2 separate regions of the Sus scrofa genome follow, and region 2 is linked to region 1. The links are chromatin contacts, called in public Hi-C maps. All regions are on one chromosome and are shown on one strand. Each heading gives the region's core, a stretch centred on a gene start, on an enhancer-like site or on the middle of the called end of the contact. The rest is flanking DNA. Distances are from core to core; before and after follow the strand shown. Region 1 holds the start of CD247 (CD247 molecule). Region 2 overlaps CD247 (CD247 molecule).

Evidence for each region. Hi-C and Micro-C count contacts between places; a contact is called where the count stands out from the background.
Region 2: a contact with region 1 is called in a Hi-C map of liver, with 3 times the contacts expected there. The contact joins the enhancer-like site here to the promoter of CD247 in region 1. A contact is called at or near these places in 6 of 47 Hi-C or Micro-C datasets (brain, embryonic fibroblasts, fibroblasts and 2 more).

Annotation. Positions count from the first base shown.
Region 1 is chr4:83,491,117-83,496,743 of Sscrofa11.1, reverse strand. It overlaps CD247 (CD247 molecule), which reads right to left and starts at 2,368. Exons shown (of 8, transcript NM_214155.2): 1 at 2,241-2,368. The coding sequence starts at 2,298.
Region 2 is chr4:83,583,986-83,589,612 of Sscrofa11.1, reverse strand. It overlaps CD247 (CD247 molecule), which reads right to left. Exons shown (of 8, transcript NM_214155.2): 8 at 5,196-5,627. Among named protein-coding and RNA genes, the nearest start is that of POU2F1, 90 kb to the left of the region's middle. Within about 2 kb of position 2,417, at least 8 of the 83 cell types and tissues checked have an H3K27ac peak or open chromatin away from gene starts, as enhancers often do. A contact at or near this core is called in liver and skeletal muscle, where this site is marked.

The DNA.
Region 1 (5,627 bases), core at 1,119-3,618:
CGTCCTTAGGTGGACAGACTAGGTCATTGTATGCTGTGACCTTAATGATCTGGTCATTTCCAAGAAAATGCAAATGGAAAAGTCTTAGTCAAAAGAAGTTTTTTGTTTTGGGGTTTGTTTTTGCTTTTTAGGGCCACACCCATGGTATATGGAGGTTCCCAGGCTAGGGGTCCAATCGGAGTCATAGCTGCCTGCCACAGCCACAGCCACACCAGATCCAAGCCGCATCTGTGACCTACACCACAGCACATGGCAACATGGGATCCTTAACCCACTGAGCAAGGCCAGGGATCAAACCTGCATCTTCGTAGATACTAGTCATGTTCGTTAACGGCTGAGCCACGATGGGAACCCCAAAAGATGTTTTAAATGGGTTTAGGAGTAAGTAACTTACTTGTTCAAGAAAAGAGGGAAGACCTTAGCTCAAATTCCATCAACAGCCTTCCCTCCTGAGGAGATCAGAGTGTGTGTCCTTTCAGGCAGCTTGGGTGCCCTTTGTGGCCCTCGGAGTTAAAGACCTCTGTGAGGCTCTCTTGCCTTCCCCCAACAGAGCTAGGACACTTTGAACAACTTTGGTCCAGGAGCCTTATCTGAAAATAGCTGAAATTTCAATCTCCACTCTGGCAAAGCAAGTGGCATTGAAAGATGAATCTAAAGCTTTTCCTCCTGTACGCTCTTTGTGGAAATGGGACATGGCTCCTCCCATCTTGTCTGCGGGGTGCAGTTTTGTTTACCACTCCTGGAAGCCACCACCACCCAAGCAACTTTTCTTTTCTCTTCTAATTCCATTGCCCCGGCCTTGGCCCCAAGGCCCAGCACAGATGGACCCTTAAGGAAACTCCACATGGTAGAATTATCTCCCAAGTTCAGCGCCCCCCCCCCCCAAGCTGAAGCCAAGGTCTGGACTCTGTTGCCATCAGCTGTTCTCCCTGAAATCGCTGAATTCACTTGGCTGCTCCACACACAAAGATGGGCTGCTCTGAGCTCGATCTGATGTTCTTACCCCACAGCACCACATGACTCATACCCAACACACGGCCTTTCTGAGAAGAGACCTGTGATCTTACAGAAAACCCTGCAATTACTTTGTCCTCGAAACCGCCAAGGCACTAGGCCAGGGCTGTGCCACGTTCCCTGGCAGGAACAGAAGTGTCAGTGGCCTCTCCTGCCCTCTCACCATTGTAGCCAAATGCCCTCCCATGCTGAGGTGAGCTGCGAAGTGGAGGAAGGACACTGGCTTGCGACGACCCTCCCTGTTTCTTTAGATTCAAATACAGCTTGTCCCATTTTTTGTAAAAATGCTATGACAACAGTCCCCGGACATAGCACATTTTGTCTTCTTTTCACTTCTCCTTATTATCTGGGCTAGAAAACATGGTGGAAGTGAAAGAATTCTAGAAAAGTCAGACTCCAGGAGCAGGAATAAAGTGAGGAGTAAGTTCGCTTGTTGGTTGGTTGTTCCTCATGGTGACAAGTTAACAAGTCACATCTTCTCATCAGTTCCCTACATCGCGTCAGCATCTCTAGCCTTTTGGCCTCAGAGGGAGAGCGGCCTGAAGCAAGGGGCAGTGGTGAGTCACTGAGCCTGGAATGGGTGTGTCATCAGGCAGCCCTTAGCTGCGGGGCATAGGGGAACCAGTGTCAGAGCTGAGCCTAGAATGGACCCCAAAGAAGGCCATATCACTCCCTCCCTCATTAACCCAGTCAGTCCCTGGCCCATTGAGGTGTTTCAAGTCAGACAGGGCCACAGCCATGACCCTCTCTGACCAATAAATGAAATATTCTTTGTTGCCCAAGAAAAAGGGTTGAGTGATAGAGCCAGGAAGGGGGTAAACGACTAGAAAAATGCCTCAGCATGAAACATGGCCTGGCTGACATTTTTTTGGTCCCACCCAGCTTAAATACTCCCTCTCCTCTTCTCCACATGGAACCTGCCTTAGTTTCTCCTCATCCAGACTTGTCTGTCTCCTTTTATCACTGGAAAAATCCATACTTTGGGCAGGTGTGTTTTCAAGCAGCTGACTCTGAATGGATGCCCAACGTGGCCTTAATGAAGCAGATGCCTGCATCGAGCTGGACCCCTCCCTGCCCAGCTGCCCACTGATTTGGGGAGAACAGGATTTAAAGGAGACACTGGCTTCTCACCACCCCTCCACATCTCTCTCCACCCCCCACCCCCACACACACACACGCACAAAGAGTTTCTAAAAGTTCCTTGCCATCAATACATCTGGCCTTACCTGTAATTGGAAACTGTGCCTGCAGGATGGCCACGATAACAAGCGCTGTCCACTTCATCTTGTCCTTCCCCAGGATGGTGCCGGGAGGCAGAGGCTGAGGCAGTCGTGGCTGGACGAAGAAAAGAAAAGAAGTCTCTGCTAGCTTTGTTCTGCTGCTGCCTCCTCAGGAAGTGGAGGACGATGGGGCCTTTGAGAAGGCACCTGCCAACAGGGCCAAGAAACTCACACTCCCCCTTTCGGTTCATAGGCAGGAAGCTCTGGAGGTTTGAGGGGTTGGGGTGTGTGTGTGTGTGTGTCTCAATTTTTGCTTTTCCTCTCATTTAACTATTGTTTTATTTTCCTTTTTTCCTACTTTTTAGCTAATTCCTATCTTGATTGGTGAAGTTAGTCCCTAGATAAATGCAAGATCCCAGTGCATGTAAGAACGTTTGCCACTTTGCTAGGTTCATGTATTTTATGGAGGATGGTAAGATGACAGAGCGCTGGATTCAGAGTCAGGGGAAATGGAGGGACAGAATATTTGTGTTTTAGCGCCATCTCTGCTAACTACTTGCTATGCAGCCTTGAGTAAACCACTCGACATCTCTAGACCTCAGTGTCCTTACCAATAAAGCAGATTACTGGAGTAGCTCTGAGGTTGCAGATCTGAACTTGGCCTGAATTTAATAGAATATTTCAAAATAGTATAGCTCGGAGTTCCCGTGGTGGTGCAGTGGTTAACGAATCCGACTAGGAACCATGAGGTTTCGGGTTCCATCCCTGGCCTTGCTCAGTGGGTTAAGGATCCAGCGTTGCCATGAGCTGTGGTGTAGGTCGCAGACACGGCTCGGATCCCGAGTTGCTATGGCTCTGGCGTAGGCTGGTTGGCTACAGCTCCAATTGGACCCCTAGCCTGGGAACCTCCATATGCCGAAGGAGCGGCCCTAGAAAAGGCAAAAAGACCAAAAGAAAGAAAAAAAAAAAAGCCTTCCCCTTAATGAAATTCCCATTGTTGCTCAGCAGATTAAGAACCTGACACAGTTCCATGAGGCTTCTGGTTCTATCCCTGGCCTCACTTAGTGGGTTAAGAATCTGGTGTTGCAGCAAGCTGCGCTGTAGTTTACAGATGCAGCTTGGATCCCTCATTGCTGTGGCTGTGATATAGGCCGGCAGCTGCAGCTCCAATTCAACCCCTAGCCCAGGAATTTCATATGCCACAGGTGTAGCCCTAAAAAAGGACAAAAGGAGAAAAACAAAAACAAGTTTCCTCCTAAGAAGACTACAATTCTCTAAAACTGCCATTCCTCTAAAAATGCCAGCAAAAGTTTTAGAACAAGAGTGAATGTGAAAAAAAAGTACCAAAATAACCAGAACACAAAAGCACAAGCAATCAGAGAAAAAATAGATTGGACTTTATCAAAATTTAAAACTTCTATGCATAAAGAACACTATCAAGAAAGTGAAAAGACAACCCATAGAATGGAAGAAAATACTTGCAAATCATATACTGATAAGGGTCTAGTATTCAAAATATATAAATAACTCCTACAACTAAAACAGGAAAAAAAAAACAATTAAAAATCTGAAAGATCTGAATTTCTCCAAGAAAATATGCCAACAGTTAGTGAGCACATGAAACAATGCTCAACATCTTTGGTCATCAGAAAATATAAATCAAAACTACAGTGAACTATGCTGTATGTATCACAGGGAAATTTACCCGCTATTCTGTGATAATCTATATGGGAAAAGAATCTGTAAAAGAATGGGTATGTGTATGTGTATAACAGAATCACTCTGTTGTATAGTAGAAATTATCACAACATTGTAAATCAACTATGCCTCGATAAAACTTTAAAAAATAAAAAAATACCTACAGTGAACTCTATGACTTCATACACATTAGGATGGCTAAAATTTTAAAAAGACAGATGACAAGTGTTAGCGGTTGTGAAGAAATTGGAACTCTCATACATTGCTGGTGGGAATGTGGAACAGTGAACCCCCTATGGAAAACAGTGTGACATTTGCTCAAAAAATTAAGTAGAATTGTCATATGACCAAGCAGTTCTATTCCTAGGCGTATACTCAAGAGAATGAAAACATGCCCATGTTAAAACTTGTACATGAGTGTTTATAGCAACATTATTCAAAATAGCCCCAAACTAGAAATAAATGTCTAGCAAGTGAGAAATAAACAAATGTGGCATATCGAAACAATGGAATATGATTCAGTCTAAAAAGGAAGGAAGCATTGTTATATGTGGCAACATGGATGAACTTTGAAAACAGTATCTAAGTAAAAGAAGCCAGACACAAAAGACTACATATTATATGATCCCATTTATATGCAATGTCCAGAAGAGGCCACAGAGACTCAAGTAGATTAGTAGTTTTCAGAGGATAAGGAAAGGGGGAAATTAAGACTCTTTTTTTCAATTTAATCTAAATTTTATTTTATCTTGGAGTAGACTTGATTACAATGTTGTGTTAGTTTCAGGTGTACAGCACAATGATTCATTATATATATACATATAGCCATTCTTTTTCAAATTCTTTTCCCATGTAAGTTATTACAGAATATTGATTAGAGTTCCCTCTGCTAGACAGTAAGTCTTTGTTGATTATCTATTTTACATATAGTAGTGTGTATATGCTAATCCCAAATTCCTAAATTATCCTTGCCCCCTCCACCTTTCCCCTTTGGTAACCATAAGTTTGTTTTCTAAGTCTTTTGAGTCTGTTTCTGTTTTGTGAATAGGTTCATTTGTATCATTTTTTAAAATTCCGCATATAAGTGATGGCATATGATATTTGTCTTTTTCTGCCTGACTTCACTTAGTTTGATAATCTCTAGGTCTGTCTATGTTGCTATAAATGGCATTATTTCATTCTTTTTTATAGCTGAATAATATTACATTGTATAAACGTACCACATCTTCTTTATCCATTCCTCTAGTGATGGACATTTAGGTTCTTTCCATGTCTCGGCTATTATAAAAAGCACTGCAATGAAAATTGGGGTCCATGTATTTTTTGAATTATTGTTTTCTCTGATAGATATCCAGGAGTGGGATTGCTGGATCATATGGTAGTTCTTTTTTCAGTCTTTTAAGGAACTTCGATACTATTCTTCATAGTGGTTGTACCAATTTACATTCCCCCTAACACTGTAGGAAGGTTCCTTTTTCTCCACACCCTCTCCAGTATTTATTGTTTGTAGACTTTTTGATGATGGCCATTCTGACTGGTGTGAAGTGATACCTCGTAGTTTTGATTTGCATTTCTCTAGTAATTAGTGATGTTAAGCATATTTTCATATACTTTTTGGCTATCTGTATGAAACTGATTATGAAGTTTTTTGGGGGAATGATGGAAATATTCTAGAACTAGCTATTTATGATGATA
Region 2 (5,627 bases), core at 1,168-3,667, 93 kb before region 1:
GGTGGTGGAAGATGGGGGTAGAATTCTTGTCTAACTTCCCTTTATCTAACGCTTATAAAGAGAGCTAGTACAGCCTATTTGAGTTTAGATGATACTTAGTTGTTTTGTCACTTGTAAAGGATAAGCATTTTCAAGAACAGGATTACACAGAAACTCAAAGACCCTCCTTTATTCTTCCATGGAGCTGTGTTATTCCAAAATGTTTTTACATCCGGGCCCTAGGGAGTTGAGTAGTTCATTGTTTCGGTGTGCCATTGATGGGACACAGGGGGAGTGGGGAGAAATGTATAGCTCTCCATATTCATTCCATCAAGAACTGGTCAGGTTGCAGAACTTCACGAAGGCTTTACTAATAATCTTATTGTTCTGACATTATATAAAAGTAGTATTAAGAGTGTGTGACTTTTCCAAGTGCTAAATAGATCAGGAAGCAGGCAGCAGGGCTATTGAAGGTAAGAGCACTTGAAACAGCAGTTGTGGGAGGACAAGGTATGTGTGATGGAACACCACTGTGCCCAGGAATAAAGCTCCCAGGCTGGGCCAGGCAGGTGCCCTTGAAGATTCTTTCTGTGCCCCTGAATCAGCCCACTCCACTCAGGGCTGCACCACCTTCTGGTTCAAACCCAGGCAGGACACTATCAGAAAATTCAGGCCCCCAAACTAATTTATTGTAAAAAGAAAGAAAGAAAAAAGAAAAAAAACCATTGAGGTCTGCTGCAAAGTTCCCCTGAATTTTCTTTGTTTACTTGTTCATTATTGTTTTAATTGAGTAGCCACAACCTCACAAGAGCAGTTTAAATATCTTTTGTAACTTGGCAGTGGCATTGAGCTCTCCCACATGATATTCCAAAGTCTGCAGGCAGACAGCTTGATACAATGCTTTTTCCAAAATGAGACATCCAAATGCTTCTTTAAAATCAGAATCTCCTCCGAATGAAAAAAGACAAAGCCAAGGAGACAGAAGACTGCGCTCCCACCTAGTCCCACAGTGTCTCTTAAGTCTGAACAGCATAGCAGGGAAGGGAATGCACTTTCCACAGCTAAAAGGAGAGTCCTGTTAGGAAAGGCTTAGTCGTAGGCAGGTGCCATGTCTGTGGTTCCAGTCCTACTTGGGTCTGCAGAAGGCGCATACTCCTGAGAGTAGAGTGGACCAGCCTGGTTGTGTTGAATATGGCAAACAGTTGGGAGGGAGCAGAACGGAGAGAGCCTAAGACTCTGCAGCTTTATTATAACATTGGCTTTTGACAGCAGAAATGGTGTATCTCCCCTAAGATCAGGTAATGGGGAGAGACAGACGGACAGACTTCTTCCAGCTTCTTACCCCTGCTCGAGGGGGCCTGTGTGCATTACTTAGTCCACAGGAGGTCTCATTCCGAGGAAATACCCCACCCCACCCACATTAGACCCCAGTTCCCATCTCTGCAGCTGTGGTGGTAGCAGAGGCAAGGTGAGTAAGTGTGGGGTTTTCCACCCACCACAAGTCCAGGAGCTGTTGTATACCTCATTTCTGACTCGTGACTGAGTAACTTGCTTTAACTTTCTCTACACCCCACAGAGTTGCCAAGTCTGCCCTCCCTCCTCTAAGTAATGCTGAACTCTGGCCTATAGCATCACGGGACCTGTAGCCTAGGGTGGGACCTTCCCAAAGCCTCTGAATGTCGCTGCTTAAGAGCTACTGCAAACTGAGGGCAAATTGCAATCTCCTCCTTCTTTTTGTTGCAAGGGGTCTTCACAGGTCTCTCACCATCTGTTCCCCAAACCCTGCCCTTAGGGGCTGGCCAGCCGTCCCCACCCACACCCCACCCCACGTCTCCAACTGCTGGCCACATATCACCTCCTGTACTTGCCTTCTCCCTGGTGGGGGAGGCCATCCCCTTCCCCTGGGAGGCCTCAGGGTTCTGCTTATTTTCAGGACTTTGGGTGGAAGGGAAGACACCAAAGGCTCCTTTAAGCTGACTGCTGCATACACATTTCACTTTTTTTTCCTTTGACAAGACCAAAAAAATCCAAATATTTAAGTTTTTATTATTATTAATATTATTATTATTTGACAATCTTATATCCAATGGGCTCTCTAGAAGCTGCATCCCCAGCCCTTTCACCTTTTCTTTGAATGTAGTTCCCAACCTTCAGTTCCCATGCCCGATGTTGAAAACAAGCTTTGCCAGGTCTTACTACTGCTGCTATAAGCCAGGGGAGGGTGGTTTCTTTGTTTTGTTTTGTTTTTAAATTTTCCAGCCAAAACCAAAGATTTTTTAATGATTGTATAAATGCAAAACAAACAAAAAAACCAAAGAAAAGGGAAGTCTTCAGCGTCAATCCAGTCTGTGGCGTCCTGGCGTTTAGAGGAGTGAGGCCAGGGGCAGAGTGGGGGGGGGCTCTGACTGCATCGAAAGGGCAGGGAGTCTGTTTACCATGTTCCAGGGTTTGCAGAGGCGCATGCTTAGTAGCTTTGGCTCTTGCCAACTTGTGAACATGCCATGGAACAAACTGGCATTTCAGATTTTCCAAAACAGTAGACAGAAGCCCGTCACCATGCTAATCCACCCTACCACAACCACTACCCTACAATAGCCATGGTCACCACAGGGGTTTGGCACAGGGACTAGGAGGGTGGGGATGCGGCTGGGCCGCCATGGACTCCACAGAGTGGGGGAAAGTTGAAGACACTGGCGCAGGATTGGCTGCTCTGCTGGGTGCTTTAACCTCTGGGGCGGTGCCCGTGCCCTTCTGAGCCTTTTCTCGTCCTTTACTGGAACTGCTTGGAAGTGGCTGTCCTGTTTGTGAGCAAACATGCAGAAGGATTATCAAGCTTTTCATTTCTCCTTATTGTAGGTTTGTTTCCTTTTTGCAGCACCACTGTGCAACTATGCATTGTATTTCACAACCTTTTGTGCTAGGTAGATGCCTGTGACTTTTTAACTTGGGGGGTGGGGGGTTGCAAATGAAGGAACTTTTTACATGGATCTTTTTAATCTCAGTTGATTGGGGGAGGGGGGGTATTTGGTTCTAGGGTCATACAAGCTCTATCCCAAAGCAAAATCCAAATGTTAATAATATTAGCCTGATGCAGATACCAAAGATAATTTCTTTCCTGCAGAACCTTAGACTTGTGTATTAAGTACGATTACCCAGCACTTGCATTAGTCTAACCTCAGTAATTCCAAAGCTTAGATGTATATTTTGGTATATTTCTGGGATATTAAAAAAAAAAATGTCGTTTAACTTCTTGTTTGTTTCAGTGTAATGCTCTTAAAGTCATAGCATGAAAATAACTGAACTGTCCTATTCTTAGTAGTTTGAAATAATAGTATTTTTGTATGTTTTGGGTGTGTCTATGTATGTATTAACATAACAGTTTTCACTGCCTAGGTGTTCGTAATAAAAAAGAAAACAAAAAAGTTCTGAGTGTACATAATATTCAGTAATAAACTTCCACTGGGTTCAATTTGGATTGAATATTTGCTGATTACCGTATTCCCAACTGGGATTTTGTTTTGAAGAGACAGTGATCGAACGTGTTTTTCTAAAGCTCTTTTTCTTTCTCTCTGTCTTTGAATATCTTAGCTACCCGACCCTTTTTCACTTCTTCCTTTTTTTTTTTTTTTTTTTAATATTGATTCAGGGGTGTTTTTCCACTGTTGTCAAGGGAGAGACACAAGAGGGATTTGACCCCTTGGCCTCCCAAAACTTTTTGTTTTATGTACTTAACTTTAAAATGTGAGTTTGAGTTCTCTTTTGTGGAAACTTAAGATGTGGTGTAAATGATTCTTTCCAAAATTGTCCAGCAGCTTTAATGAGGCAGTGACAATTCCTAATTAGTTTATCGGGAGTCCTTTTACATTTCTCCGTAGATAACTTGCAATCTGGGTGGCTATTGTATAGCCTTACTGTCCCAGAGAGCCTGGTTAGCCATTTCCCCTCTGATAGGAATATTTTATAAGACTCAGCTGATAACTTGGAGTTTAGGGCCTCGTTACCTGGGCCCCTGGGAAACACATTTTCTTGGTTTTTGAAAACCTGAAACACAAGCAACTTTCCACTTAGGGGAATTCGCTGATACCTCCTGAGACCCGAGGAGGTGGTGGGGAATATGAGCGGTGCTGTCTCTTTAAAAGTGCCCTTTATATGATTCCCCCTCCTGGGGCTGCCTGCAGGGGGCTGTAGGCTTGGGAGAGGTTGTGTAGGTGACAGTGAATCAGAATGAAGTGGTAGATTTTGTGTAGATGCATTTGTCTGCTGTAATTTTTTATATATATTAAACTTACTGTAACTGTACAGTTCATTTCTGTTGTAAAACATCATTAAACCATTTTCCAAGTGTTTTCACATTGTTTCTCTGACGTTGTGTTGGTATCCTGGATGCTTCACACACACATTCTCAGACTACTCACCTAAGACTTCCAACTTCTTTTGTCCAGCAGGTGCTCTTCTCAGGAGTCCCAGAGTCACTGTGAGCACACTGGTTCATTGCCCATCCCCACCTTGGCTCCTCCATCCTTACCCCGATGCTCTATGGGGTACTGTGGCCTTGGATTTCAGAGTCTTTCCCCAATATTAAGTGGTGGCTGGATGAGCTGGGACATTATAAATAGCCTCTGTGGTTAGAAGAAATACCACTGAGGACAGGGCCACTTTTGGTGAGAACCTGACCTAAAAGACCTCTGATGGCCTCCATCCTTCCCCAAGTCCTGTGGACTCAGGGTCTGTGCTGTGGCATTGGTGGCTGTTTCTAACCTCAGACACCCTCTGTCAACAACGCTGCCTCTTCCCAAGGCTCGAATGCTCAGCTGGCCTCTCTCCCACTCTTTCACCTGCTCACCACAAGCTACCTATCTCCATGCTGAGCCCTGCACGCCAGGGCCCTCTTCCCATCTTTCTCAGTTCCTGAGTAAGGCCTGGCCCATCTCGACACACCGCGTTGCTGGCCTGGTGCCACATTCTGGACCACTGGTGCACCTTGCTCTCCTGCACGTTCCAAGGAACCATCTTTTTTTCACCCAAGAATCGGCAGTTTTGTTCCCACTGCAGGAGCAACAGGCTGATTTCCTGACAACTAAATGACCATTAACAGGCTCTACTGCCCTGAAATAAAGCTTCCAGTAAAGTGGCATTTTGCACTGAAGCCTTTATTACGCAGAAGATTAAGGCTCTAGCAAACCAGTATAAATTAAGACCAAGCGGAGCAGAGAGGGTTTTCCATCCGTGGCCACATGCACTTTATTACACAGCACTGTCGCACTAAGTTGGCCAAGGCGCTTCCATGCCACTGTCCTGTGGGATCTTTCTGGGGCTGAGTGGTGCCGAGTCTCCCTTGGAGGTCTCCCCGTGACAGGTTTGTCTTGGACACAGTGTGAGGTGAGCAAGTGCCTAACATTCTCTCACACCAGACTCTTCACAACTTGCTGCCCTGTGAGTGTGGGCTCCACGGGGGCAAAGATAGGCTTCTTTATCTTCTGGTCCCCACAGGGTCTGGCACACAAGTTCTATAACGGGGAACATATGCTTGATTGCAGGGGGGGTCCTTTCCTGCCCCCCTCCCGGGCCTCTGGCTCCCTGCTCCCATCCCTGAGCCACCACTGCTTCCCTCTTCAGCCTCCTCTGGCTGCTACCAACTCCCATCTTCC